4 separate regions of the Mus musculus genome follow, and all the other regions are linked to region 1. A link is a contact called in public Hi-C and promoter capture Hi-C data. All regions are on one chromosome and are shown on one strand. Each heading gives the region's core, a stretch centred on a gene start, on an enhancer-like site or on the middle of the called end of the contact. The rest is flanking DNA. Distances are from core to core; before and after follow the strand shown. Region 1 holds the start of Man2a1 (mannosidase 2, alpha 1). Region 2 holds the start of Rab12 (RAB12, member RAS oncogene family). Region 3 holds the start of Washc1 (WASH complex subunit 1). Region 4 holds the start of Ankrd12 (ankyrin repeat domain 12).

Region 1 (3,245 bases), core at 286-2,785:
GACACAGTGTCCCAGAAGGGTGAAGAGAAACCTCCTTAAAAGGCCCAGATTCATTTTCACAGAGTAGTGGAAAAGGGCGAATTTGGAGCTTGAGACCATAATTCAATAGTGGGTACAGGCATTTCTTAGATCCCCCTCTTACTAGATTTTGTCGCCAGATGTCTACATCTGCCTACAAGAGGCTTTGTCAGCCTCCCTTTTCCCCTGGTTTCACCAGGATGTCGCCAAAAGCAAGAGGAAAAGATGAGTCCTTTTTAGGCTCCTCAGATTTCTTGTCTACCTCCCCTTCCAGCCCTGCACAGACCCTTCCAAGGCAGGCTGATCTGGGCGTTCCAGGATAGAAGACGCGACAAGAGGATGGAATCTGGGGAATGAACCACTGTCGCTCTGGACCTTAGGCTGCTGGAGCCCTGGAGGCACCTCTCTGCTGGCCTCAATTCCTGCAAAGCCGCCTCCCTTGTCACTGAAGCCTCTTGAGGTCTTCCTACTGTCAGGGCCCAGTGAGGCAGGCGCTGGGCGGGCCTGGCGGGCGGCGCGCTGTGATTGGGCGCCAGGGGGCCCGCCCCCTCATCCCGGCGCGTCGGGAGGGGGCGGGGCCAGCCGGCTGCCCAGCTCCAGGGCTGCGGGCGCCTATTGACCCAACGGCCGCTGCGCCGCCGCCGCTGCCGCCGCCGCCGTCTCCTCCGGCTCGTGGCGGGCGGTACAGGAGCGCCGAGTGGCGCTGGGGAACCGGCTCTTCCTTTCGCGGCTGCCGCCGCCATCTCCGCGTTCTCGGGGCGGGAAGGAGGGGGTGCTCCACGGCTGCAGCTGGAGCGGGCTCCTCTCCGGGGACGGTCCTCTCCTCCTCCCTCGGCTTGCCTCCTCCCGGCGCTGCCCGCCCCCTGCGCCCTCCGCGTGCAGCCCGGGCCCGCGAGGGGGAAGGTAGGGGCGGCGGGGGCCGGGAGAGGCCGGGGATCGGACGCACACGCCGAGGAAAGTCCTGGATTGCAGCGCTCCGGCGCACAGGGTGCACCCGGGTCGGGCCCCCGCAGTAGCCGCGGCAGGAAGGGGTTCTTCGGCGGGCACGCGGGGGCGGTGTGGCGGGGGTGGGCCTGGGTGTCCCGGCGCTAAGTTGTGGGGCACGGCGCCTCCAGGTCCAGTTCCTTCTTCCGCGCGCTCCTTGCTCCCAGCGCCGCACACTCGGCCCCGGAGCCGCGGAACCCGCGCGTTCTCTGGGCGCGGAGGACACGCCTGCCCTTGTCGAGAAAACTTTTCCTGCCGACTCAGTCGTGCCGGCCCGTGGCAGGAAGTCGGGCAGAGACCTCTCCTCTGACTGCTCCGACCGCCCTACCGGGTAGCGCTATCCTGCAGGAAAGCAAGTTTGTGGGGACCTTTGCCTTGCTCTCCAGGAGTCTGCCTTGCAGGGACGGCCGGCCTTGGGGAGGGCAGCGGGCCAGGGCGTAGGCCGAGGGCGCGTGGTGGCTCCGGAGACGAGGTGCGGAGCGCAGCCGGGACCCGCGCCGTAGCGCGCGAAGGGTGTGCGGCCGGGAGCAGGGAGCCCTCGGCGATCGCCGGCTGGAGTCCTCAGTCTTCTGCCTCCTTCGGGTGAGGACCGCGTCCTGGCCCCGAGTCCATCGAGGAAAATGAAGTTAAGTCGCCAGTTCACCGTGTTTGGCAGCGCGATCTTCTGCGTCGTAATCTTCTCACTCTACCTGATGCTGGACAGGGGTCACTTGGACTACCCTCGGGGCCCGCGCCAGGAGGGCTCCTTTCCGCAGGTAAGCACCTGGTGGCGGGCGCAAGCTGGAGGGCTGGTCCCGGGGCTCGCACTTCTCGGCACCGGGGCAGGGTGAGGCCGCACCCGACGACCGGCAGAGCCTCATCCGGCTTGCTGAGGTTTCGGACCGCTGAGTTTGCAAAGTGCTGGGCGTCATGCGGTGGCAGCCTTGGCACCGGGCAAAAGAGGACATATTCCCACATTTGCACCCGGGCCTGTGGAAGTGGGCTCGGCCACCTGCTGGTGGGGAACCGGTGTGAGTGTCGCCCCTAAGCTAGCTCAGGGTTAAAGCTGCCAGAGGCCGCCCAGATCCCTGAACGCACCGAGGCGCGGAAATTGATTAAACACAGCCCACCTAGGCAGATTTCTGTTTCTGACCCCTTTCCCTTTCACTGTCTCTTAAGAGATAAAAAAGTTTATTTCCTGTTGCAGCCCTTTGAGATATGGATAGTAGGGTTGATTTTAGTGTCGTCATGCTTCAGCTGTTACCTCGGGTTGGTTTGGAGCAGAGTGGGGAAGCGCCTGTTATTCTCTCACTGGAAGCTGTGCGGCGCTCAGTTCTCTGCGGGGTGGTCCAGCTGGCAGAGGAGTTGAACAAACGACCCACCCGAAGTCTTTCAGGAAAAGTTACTAGCAAATAACAAGAAATGGATGCAATAGGTTCTGTGTGGGAGGTGACCACGTAGCAATTGAGAGTGGCCTTTACGGCTTTTCTCTGTTGACACACATACATTTTAGTAGAAGCAGATGTGTGGAGAAATCCGAAGAATCCAAGTGTTGACAAGCTAACAACTAGTTGACCAGAGCAATCTACAACCTACCCGAATAAGGCTGATGTTTTGCCTTTTTTTTTCTTTTAATATGACAGTTTAAATGACTGGAAATAGCCCTTGCCATTTCTTCTGATATGCCAGGGTCAATGGCTTGGTGGGAATTTAATGAAATCGGAACGAGGACTTGCGGATTCTGTCATTAGTACACAGCACTAGAAGTATTTTTTTCTTTTAGAAGTGTGGAAATAAAAAGCTGGCCACAGACAGATGTTTCCAAATGTTTACAGCTTCTGCTTCCCCTATAGAGCACAGAGAGAAAATATATAACACATGCTCTCTGCTGCCTTTAAATTTTGAACTTGGGAGTTTGCACCGGCCTTGTGCAAAGGCTGGAGTAAACTGGCAGCCAGGGCCCGGGAGATCTGAGCTTTGTCCCACATGCTCTCTAATTTTGGAGTTAAATGTACCTTTCTCCCCCCAACCCCATTTTCAGAGTTTTCTCTTTGCACGAAATATATAAATGGAACTCCTCTTGCCCAGTGACGTCTTAATAGTGTCCTCTAGCTTTGGCTGGGTGATCGCTTGAACATGATTTATGCGAACATCTGCATGGGGTTCTCTGGCAACCTTGACATTTCCCTCTGTTTCTAAAGCAGCGAGTGACTCATTCTGTTACTGAGACATCTCAGGCAGTTGGTTCTCCCATTTTCGTATGA
Region 2 (3,245 bases), core at 225-2,724, 1.9 Mb after region 1:
AGAGAGTCCCTGAAATTCTCTACAGAATTCTCATCTCAAAACGGGAACCATCAATGGTTACAACGGAAAATATGTGCACCAGTGTTTAGCTTTTCAAACCTCCAAGCTGAGATTTTGTTTGTTTTGAGACAGGGTCTCTCTGCATAGCCCTGGCTGTCCTGGAACTCACTGTGTAGACAGACCAGGCTGGCCTCGAAATCAGAGATCCACCTTCCTCTCCTTGGGGCTAGGATTCAGGGAGAACGCTAGATTTTTTGTCACTCTGTCCAGTCCCTCCTGCTCACCCCCTTTTTCTATAAGCCACCCCAAATGAGAGTTTTCCAGGTAGCTTTTCCATGGTCACAACTGTTTCCCATAACCCCAACAAACCTCTATGTCAAGCCCTGTCAATCCAGTGTCACTAAAAACATTCCCTTGCAGTTTCAAACCCAGATCCCGAGGAAGGTAACAGGAGCGTTACCTATGGATTTCCCGGTAATTCACCGACCTCGGGTGGGTGCCGGGAAATCGCCCTTACTTTGCCCGCCTATCCACCCGGTTATTTGAGGTCAAGGATAAACACAGCTGAAATCCCTTTGCCCTACATTTGTGCACAGAACAAGAAAGAAACCCGAGTGTAGCTTTAGCGCGAACTGTCTCTGCAACAAACTTCTTTTCTGTAAACCACGAAAATAGACAGAAAATGAGAAAGCAAACCTTGGTCCATCCCTCCAGCCTGCAAAGCTGCGAGGTCCGGACCCATTTAAGATGGTGAGTAACCCCGGGGCACTGCACTGGTGGGTGGCCTTCAGCTCTACTTTCGGTTCACAAAGCCGTTTTCCTGGGTGAGCAGGAGTAACGGACCGGGAGTTTCCGCGGATGCATCACCCGGACCTCATGACTGGTGAAGGCTCCGGGAGGGAATGTTTGGGCTTCGGGGGTCCGACACCCGCGGAAAGGCCACGGAAAAGCTCGGTCTGGCCACAAGAGAGGGTCGGGCTTCCACGGAGACCTGGGCTGTGCGCGGCTCGGATGCCAGATGTGCCCACGGCGGGTATGCCCGGGCATCCGTAGGATGATTCGTTGAGGCCCTGGGAGAGGGTCAGAGCTTCCATGGGGACAGGGACCGGGCCCCGACCTCCCCCAGGCCCACCCGCCACAGGCCCGGCGTACCCACGGTGGACTTGCAGGCCTCGCAGAACGTGTCGTCGGTGAAGCGCTCCATCAGGCTGGTCTTGCCCACGCCGCGGGAGCCGATGATGATGACCTGCAGCTTGAAGTCGGCCGGCCTGGGGGGCTGCTTCCTCCGGCGGGCCTGGCCGCCCGACAGCGCCGGGGAGACCGCGCCCAGGCTGCCGCCCGCGGGCCGCCGGTGCAGCGCGGCGCTGGGATCCATGCACGCATACGGCTCGCGCTCGGGCCGCCGTCCGCGCGCCCCGGGCCCCCGCGCACCCTCCACCCGCTCCGCGCTACCGCCGCCGCCGCCGCCGCCGGGAGTAGAGGAAGGGAAGCAGCTTCTCCGCAGCAGCGGTAGCAGCATCCCGGACCGGGAGGGGCAGGAAGCGCAGGCGCGGCGCCACGCGGGACTGGAGCCCGCCCCCTGTCGGTCGGAGGACCGAGCCGTGCGCTCCGCTCCGTGGGGTGTATGTTATGTGTGGGTCGCTCTCCGTCACCCCTGTTCCCTCGGCCCTCCCCACTCGGCGCACTTTCACTCGTGGTTTATCCTCATCGTGCACCGTTCCCAAGAACCACACACTTCTTTTTAGCAGCCCGTCCCAAACGTGTCTCAAAGTGCATATAGCCTGTGATCATCTTCCAGAATTTAGGGTGTTTGGGTGCTGGGGGTCTCGGTCTGGCCCACGCGGGGTTAGGGTGTGAACGCCACTTTGGAGGAAGCCCACGTACCCTGGCAGGGCCGCACCTCTGCGTGCACTTTTCCTGTGGGGCCCCGAGGAATCAGCTATCTTAAATGGATCTTAAAAGTCTTCCTCAGACTTACAGTTCGTAAAATTCAGTGAGTGACATGCACCTTAGGGGAAGCCAGCAGGTAAAAACTCAGATGACAAGCGACCTAAACTCCGAAGGTTTAGGTACTGACTTGGGTGTGTTATTTTGCCATTTCTACTTGAAAGTATTTACGGCTACAGAAGCTTGCCAGGGATTTATTTAGCAAATTCCTTTGCGTGAACTTGAGCACCTCGGAACACAGGGTTCTAAACATGATAGGAGCTGGCATGCTTGCGAAGAATGATCACATTACTCACCAAATTTCAGCCGTATTTAGAGCTAAGTTTACTAATACATAGCGCATGCGTTTGTTTTGCCATGGATGCACAGTTGAAGAAATCACATTATTTTGCAAAAGTAATCCCAATTGGATTTTTAAAAATGTTATAGCCTATTCTAAATTATCGTTCTTTTTTTCTTGGCGGTACTGGGGATGGAACCTAGAGGCTCACATGGGAATGAATGAAAAGACTCTTTTCATCTATCACTGTTGCAAAAACGTCAATACAAAAGAACAACAAAACAATAAGCCATACACCCTGTTGCAGACTCCAAAGGATGATATAAATGCAAGGTATTCAACTGTTCCTAGTAGGCAGGTGACTCTGCATAACTTGTAAGGTTAAAGACCCTGGCATCCAAAATAGTATCTCTTCCCCCATAGGCAGGTCTATAATGTACCAGAATAGTGGATGTCTTAAATGGGGGAGTTTGGAAAGAAATCCACAGGACTCGGGTTCCATGCTTGTTTGCGTCTTTAAGCCAATTATCAAGGTTACTCCAGGATGCTTCAGCACTTTGGCACATACCAGAAAGCCAGTATTACAGGGACGAATGAATGAATGAATGTGAACAAAGTCATCACAGATAACTATATAAAGAAAGGTGGCTGACTTTGTGCTCGTTCTTAAGCCCCAGACTGTGTAATAAAAGGGGTGCTCTCATATCCTGCCTTACAATTATTCCCCCATCATGCCAAAGGGCCTCCAGTTGATAGTACTTTAGCTCACATGGAAAAAGCCTGATCCAGAAGAGTGAGAACAGAACCCAGGGGCTCCCCTGTAGAAAAGGTAGAAGCTGAAGAAGAAACTCTAGGGAGGTCCGAGAGATCGGGAGACAGCACAACCATGGAAAACAAGGGTTTGTATTTCACAAAGTGGGGAATTATCAAAAGACCCTCTGGTTGTACCATTTGTACTTTGGTGAATACTTTTAAAATATATTTATTTTAATAGACAGATATAGCTATGCATACTAAC
Region 3 (3,245 bases), core at 200-2,699, 1.5 Mb after region 1:
ACTTTAAACCTTTTGAACATGGAGCCGGAGGAAAGCAAAGGAGAATGTCACCACCATTGGGGAAGCATGTCACCACCATTAGGGAAACATTTCACCATCATTAGGGAGGCTAGCTTGTCGATCGTTGAGATCCTAAACCAACCCATTCCCACAGTGGGATGAAGGTGTGCCGGGCACAACAACAGCATTGGCTCCGGGTGAGGGCACTGAAGGCTGTGCACCCACCCAGTCCTTCATCATCTCTCTGACCTCAGATGGTAAAGACTGATGCAGGAGGACTGCCCCAGACCCCACGAGAGGACAGGACAACTTTGTATGATTATTCCCTATCACATTGTTACCAACCCTGCTTGCAAGAGCTTTCTGCCTTCCAGAAGACTCCCCAGCTGCCAAAGAGGGAGCCCCTCCCTCCCCCACAAGCACATAGCTCACAACTTCCCCACGGCACATTGCTTTCAACATTAGATGGCCACAACACTAACTGACAGAGACCCTGCATAACCTGGCAATATGTAGGATCCTGGACATGCCCACTGTGTCTTCCTGTATGTGGTGTGTGTGTGTGTGTGTGTGTGTGTGTGTGTGTAAGGGTATCCAAAGAAGACAGAAGGGAGCACTGGATCATGCTGAAGCTGGAGTTACAGGTGACTGAGTAGATCAAAGTGGGTGTTGCAACCTATCTTGGATCCCCTGCGCCAGTAGTTAGTACTCTTAACTTCTGAGCTCTTTTTCCAGGTCCTGTACACATACATCTTTAAAATCATTTCCTGGTTGCTATGGCAATCTTTGCAGGCCTAGTGCTGCTCCCAGCTGTTTTTTGGCCGTGGGGTGGGGTGGATTTCTGTCAGCAATTCTTATGTGGCTGCTGACCGACTAAGAGCTCATCAGCTGTGGGCTGTCTGTGGCTTCTTTGGCCCTACGGCTTTGGCTTGCTGCCGGTAAGAAGGCTGTCTGAAAACTAGAATAAGGGATGCGGTAGTAGGGGAGACTCATCTGCCCCCAACACTCTCAAAACACACACACACACACACACACACACACACACACAGACTGTCCATCTACAGCACTGCTTTCTCATTCCTAGTAAGCAATATTCCAGTTTGTTTCTACGCAGAACTTGTGTACTCCAGGTCAAATCATACCGTATCTGATCGCTTCTACGTTGATTTTTTTTTTTTTTTTTAAGTTGGAGACTAAGGGACTTTACCTTTAGAGGTAAACACAGGAAAGGTAGGATCTTCTAAAAGATTAATTAAGCCACTGAAGTATGCATGGCTGGAACAGAGCGGGCGTTTGGAGAACTTCCACTTGATGTCCTATATAGTGCATATGTAGTGTGAGGGTTTCTTGGAGCCGGTAACAGGAGAGACCTGAATCTCCCAGACAGGAAAGGTTAAGCACAGAGTGTGGGGCGGCTTCCTGGTCTAGGCCCCGCCCACCAGCAGCCCGGAGAGCCGGAAGTCGGAGAGCCGAGCTTACAGTGGTGGACGCTAGGACCTGGGAGTGCGGGTCACCGGGGGGCGGGGACGCTCACGTGAGGACGCCGCCTTGGGGTAAGTGTGCAGGGTGGGCGAGGGGCGGACTGGGAGCGCAGGACCGGGAGGAGGCCGCGACCCTGCCGCCCACCGGCTGGAGGCGAGTGAGGGCTCCCGGGCGGGACGGGCCCGGACGGACCGGGAAGGCGATGTAGGGATCCGGCCTGCCGCTCCTCCCACACCCTGCAGCTCCGGCTGCAGAGAAGAGGCCCCGTGGCTTCCTGAAGATTAGGGGGAGCAGGGCGTGGGAGGACAACTTGCACGGTGCGGGTGGGTTGTGCTGAGCACTTTCGAAATTACGAATTACACTGGTGACACGCACATATGGGGGGGGGGGGTTGGTGATCTGGGTTAAGCACCGATCACTTAGAAACATTTCACTTATGCTAAACAACAAGCACGGTCTCTGTCAACATAGATACTTGACAGGCATGTGTGTGTGTAAGAATGTATAAGAGAGGAATGTTTATGTATTCATGGCATGCATGACAAGTGAAAAATAAACAGAAACGATTGGAGGCCAAGGTAGAACTGTAGTCATTTGCTGGAGGGAGGAATTATTTTTGTCTCAGAACAAAACTCACGACTTACAGTAAATTACGTTTACTTCTGAGCTATTTATTATTTCCCCCCACAAGTAGAGTGGCCTTCAATCCATTTTAGATGGTTTGGAAAATTCCCCTTGTGGGCAGGACCGAAAACAGGCATCTACCCACTCCTTACAGGGCCCCAAATGACAACCCAAAGTACAAGTCCATCAAAGGGGTTCCTTGGGGGAACCCCTGAGTTTACTGGGTTTACTTGCAGAATGCGGGGTTCCCAGAGCAGCAGAATCACCAGAAAATCCCCCTGCATAGATGATGAGTCCCCCTTACTAGTATGGACACTGAGGTTACTAGGTGTTGTGCACTTAGGGCAGAATTATTGTATATAACGGGCAGAAGGTGCAGAGGGGAGGGGCAGAACATGACCCACACCATGAAAGGATGTCAGTAGTCCACAGGCCTATCTTGAACTTCACTTTGGAAGTGACACTTGTCCCAGTGGAGATGGTTAGTGCTCAGAGTGTCCTGCACGGTGACACTCCAGACTTTTCCAGTGAGAGCCATCAACGTCTTTGCAATAGCGATGCCTAGTTCCAGAGTTTATTGTGAACATGAGCAACGATGCTGTATGAAGCTGGGGCTCAGGGCAGAATCTCTTGTCTTTCTCTTCACATCAGGACCCCCTGAGTAAACACAGGGCAGGGTATCAAGCAAGATGTCTGTCAGTTAGGGGACACACACACACACACAGATCTTAAAATGGTTTGCATTTTTGTGTATGAAATGACCAAACATACTGATTGATAACAATTTTGAATTAGATAATTGATTCGCAGCCAGTATGACGCACAAGGTAAGTATTTTACTGTTGAAAATGTTGTTTGGCCAAATTTCCTGAATTAAAATTGGGAGCACTGATAAATTCACAGACACTGCGAGAAGGAAGATGGTAGTTGAAATGAGGTGGACTGACAGACTTGCTCTGTAGGTATGTAGCTGTTATTAGCTAGTGAAAAGAATAGTTAGTTACAAATAGTAATTAGTGTTAGTAGTGGCGATATAGTATATTTTACACTGGAAAATAAGTTGAATAAAGATAAAACAATGTCACCATTAATTTTGATTCTTTTTTTTTTCTAAAGATTTACTTATTTTATTTATATGA
Region 4 (3,245 bases), core at 470-2,969, 1.5 Mb after region 1:
TACTTCTATCGACTATAACAGATTCTTAAGTAGTAAATAAAGCCTTTCTCTCTGCATCTATAAACCCAGGGAGAAGCATTACATACTTTTATACGTTTTTTGCTTTTAATCCAAATGAAAGCGCTCTCAGGAGGTTAACTGAAGGAGGTCAAGATGGCTCAGCGCATAAAGGTTCGAACCACCAAGCCTAAGAGCCTGCCTGGAGCCCACACAGGGAAAGGTGAGAACCCCAACTCCTAGGAAGTTGTCATCTGCCCTCCACATTCACCATGTAAACAAAATATATTAAAATATTAAATGTCAAACTGAAACGTTTTAAAGGGAACTACAACAATGTCTTCATTGTCACATTGGTGATTCTAATTTTTGCTTTTAAACCATTTGGCATCAAGAGAGCACATTTTGGCAGTTCTGAGTTAATCTCCAGGAAAGCCTTTGTGTAACGCTTTAAGAAAATGAAAAAAAGATCAGTAAGCAAGATTTTTAAAGGCCTACTTGGGCATATGTTTTTAATGAACAGATGACTTACTGGGATAGTTCATCTTTCTTTATAATTGACTCAGGCCATTTTAAAATAAGAAGAAACACATGGCTGAGAATGCAGGTTCGTCTCAACCACAGAATTAACGATAATCCCTGAGCGTCACTGATCGCCGGATTTGCAACATACTTCGCCCCAGTTCAAGGGGTGTCCAGCGGAAATTACAGTCCCTACAACCACACTGCTTCAAATGTTTCCGACGTACTCAACTAGTGCAATACTGTTCATTTCCATCCTCAACTATTCTCGCTGTAATTATTAAAACAGCTGTCAGCTGGGCTTCGGTGACCTCTTTGTACAGCGTTTTTATTCAACGCCGTGGATCCTGAAGGATGCGTCATCTCCATCTTACTCTCCAAAAACCAGATCTAAGATTCCAATACGCTCTAAGGGTCTCTGAACATCATTCCAATCGGAACTGGCACAAACTAGACCTGATCGCTCAACGCGGCAAGGGCAGGTCGCACTGGCATTTAGGACAGAACTGGCTCCGGCGAGCCGCAGCTCTTTCGCTTTCACGCACCTCTCCCGGGACCATCGCGCCTCCTACGCCCCGGCCCGCACCGAGTCTCCGACAACCGCGCACGCAGCGCCGCTGGCACCGGGAGCGCGCGGCGGCACGGCGCGCCCCCGCGATGCCGTCCGTCCCGGTGCGCTGGCGGCGCCCTCCCGGCCGCGCCATGTTCCGGTAAGCGGCGGCCAAGGCGCTCGCGCTAGCCGCCGCCCGAGCGTCGCCCAGCGGCGGCCCCACCTGCGCCGCGACCCGTCAGGATGCCGGGCGGGGCGGCCACCAACGGCCTGTCACGGTCCGGCCGGCCGCGCCGCGGGCTGGGCTGGGCCGAGTGGCGCGTAGCACACGGCTGGGCGCGGCTGGCAGAGGCGCAACCCCCCTACCTGGCTCCGGGGAGGAGACGGGGCACCGGGCTGAGGGTCTCCTCCCTGGTACCCGGGACAGACTCGAAACCGCGCCCTCCTTCCTCCCCTCTGGTCGCCACGCCCCCCTGGCCCGCACAGACCCGAGGCTCAGCGGGCGCAGAAGGGTTCACCCCCTGAACGAGGACCTCCGGGTGGCCGCCGCTGCCGGTGTCTCCGTCGCCGCTGCAACAGCCCCTGATGCCGCCGGGGCCAGGCTTAAAAACATCTCCGGTCTTGGTCGGTCTCTCACCACAGCCTCCTTGCTCCTGGACAGCGTTCTCCGCGATTGGCTGCGGCGCGAGCACGTGACCCGGGCGGACACGTGACTCCTGCAGGCACGGGACGGGCGGCGTGACCGCCGTGCCCCGCCCCCGACGCGCCCGTCCCTGGGCTCCCCGGAGGAGCGGAGCGCGCGGCGGCGGGTGGCGTTCTTGGGGAGCGAAGCGGAGCGGGTGGAGGGGGCCGGAAGTCCTGGAGCCGCGTGGGAGTCGGAGCAGCCCTCGAGCCGTCGGCCGGGGAGCTCCTCACGCGCAGTCACCACCACCGGAGATGTGCAAAAGGCGGCATGGGTGCTGGCGCCCGGCGGAGGAAACGCACATATTTTTGCAGGGTTTGAGTTGGGACGGCAAAACCAGCCGGAAACCGGGAGGGTTTTGTTAGCGGTGGTCGTGCGGGCGGGAGGGCACCGCAGCACTGTGGGGCAGGTCCGGGTTGCGTGACTGAGCCGCTTCGTGCGGCGCGGGCCGAGGGATGTCCCAGCCAGACGCACTCTGTTCCCAAAGCACGGCTCTAAGCACTGCTTGCAAAGAACGCATCGGTAAGCTCAGTTCTAGCCATGCGATCCTGTGACCTTTCTGAGCAGAAATTTCACCAAATTTGTTCCTGTGGTACTAAGTCTCATAGGGCGTGTGAGGAAATTTTACCATCGCAGCAGCTTGTCCTCAGACTTCCTTCTGAATACTTTAATCTACAGCGGTTAGCCTGCAACCGTTGTGCTTTAACCACCCTAAGAAGTTACATACTCCACAGGAAACCATCTTCTCCCTCTTCGTTAACTGTGGCCTCCTTCAGTATCCGTTAGTATCTTAATGATTTTAAGACAGTCCTATCAATAATAAGCTGTAAATTCTGATGTGAGTTTTGGGCTTGACAGGGACATAAACCTTCATTAAAAAAAAAAATCAGGATAGATTGTCTTCCATTGTTCTCAGCTATAAAAAACTTTCAGTATGAACAGTCTTCTAGAGAAATCTGTGTATGTGTGAACTGGGGACTGAAGCTCTGCCCTTGCTCATGCCAACCAAGTACCCAACAGTGGTGTATAGTGAGAGCTATATTTCTGGTGAAAACTTAACTTTAAAGACCTACCTTAGACCCTAAATCATAAGCACTCACAACCAGTTAGTCTTTTTATATAGGCAGAGCTGGAGAGATGGCTCTGGGGTTAAAAGCACTGTTTGAAGACCTAGATTCAGTTGTTCCCAACACCCACAAGACCACTCAAAACCTTATGTAACTTCAGTTCCTGGGTGTCCACTGCTCTCTTCTGGATTTGGTGCACACCACGAGCACAGGCAAAACACTAATCCACATAATATAAATCAAATCTAGCTTAAAAAAAAAAAAAGACAGTCTCATTAATTAGTTCTGTCTGGTGTGGACTTCCATACATAGAACCGGCTGACTTCAAACTCTCAAGAGATCACCTGCCTCTGCCTCCTGAGTGCCTACCTCTATAATGAGGTCCCTGTAGGGTCACTGACTTTGATAAATCCTGAAGCAATCTGAT

Evidence for each region. Hi-C and Micro-C count contacts between places; a contact is called where the count stands out from the background. Capture Hi-C pulls out chosen DNA fragments and counts their contacts.
Region 2: a promoter capture Hi-C map of liver shows a contact between it and region 1, with 3 times the contacts expected there. The contact joins the promoter of Rab12 here to the promoter of Man2a1 in region 1. A contact is called at or near these places in 1 of 484 Hi-C or Micro-C datasets (CD4 T cells) and 2 of 9 other capture datasets (embryonic stem cells and liver).
Region 3: a contact with region 1 is called in a Hi-C map of B cells, with 7 read pairs. The contact joins the promoter of Washc1 here to the promoter of Man2a1 in region 1. A contact is called at or near these places in 1 of 39 promoter capture datasets (pre-B cells), 1 of 484 Hi-C or Micro-C datasets (B cells), 2 of 115 datasets of contacts at active chromatin or transcription factors (bone marrow-derived dendritic cells and embryonic stem cells) and 1 of 9 other capture datasets (adipose tissue).
Region 4: a contact with region 1 is called in a Hi-C map of CD8 T cells, with 5 times the contacts expected there. The contact joins the promoter of Ankrd12 here to the promoter of Man2a1 in region 1.

The regions. Positions count from the first base shown.
Region 1 is chr17:64,600,114-64,603,358 of GRCm38.p6, forward strand. Man2a1 (mannosidase 2, alpha 1) reads left to right here and starts at 1,536. Exons shown (of 22, transcript NM_008549.2): 1 at 1,536-1,757. The coding sequence starts at 1,623.
Region 2 is chr17:66,518,196-66,521,440 of GRCm38.p6, forward strand. It overlaps Rab12 (RAB12, member RAS oncogene family), which reads right to left and starts at 1,475. Exons shown (of 6, transcript NM_024448.2): 1 at 1,153-1,475. The coding sequence starts at 1,375. Gm41608 (a long non-coding RNA gene) reads left to right here. Exons shown (of 3, transcript XR_876914.3): 1 at 1-750.
Region 3 is chr17:66,110,097-66,113,341 of GRCm38.p6, forward strand. It overlaps Washc1 (WASH complex subunit 1), which reads left to right and starts at 1,450. Exons shown (of 11, transcript NM_026833.1): 1 at 1,450-1,553.
Region 4 is chr17:66,075,327-66,078,571 of GRCm38.p6, forward strand. It overlaps Ankrd12 (ankyrin repeat domain 12), which reads right to left and starts at 1,720. Exons shown (of 13, transcript NM_001025572.1): 1 at 1,558-1,720.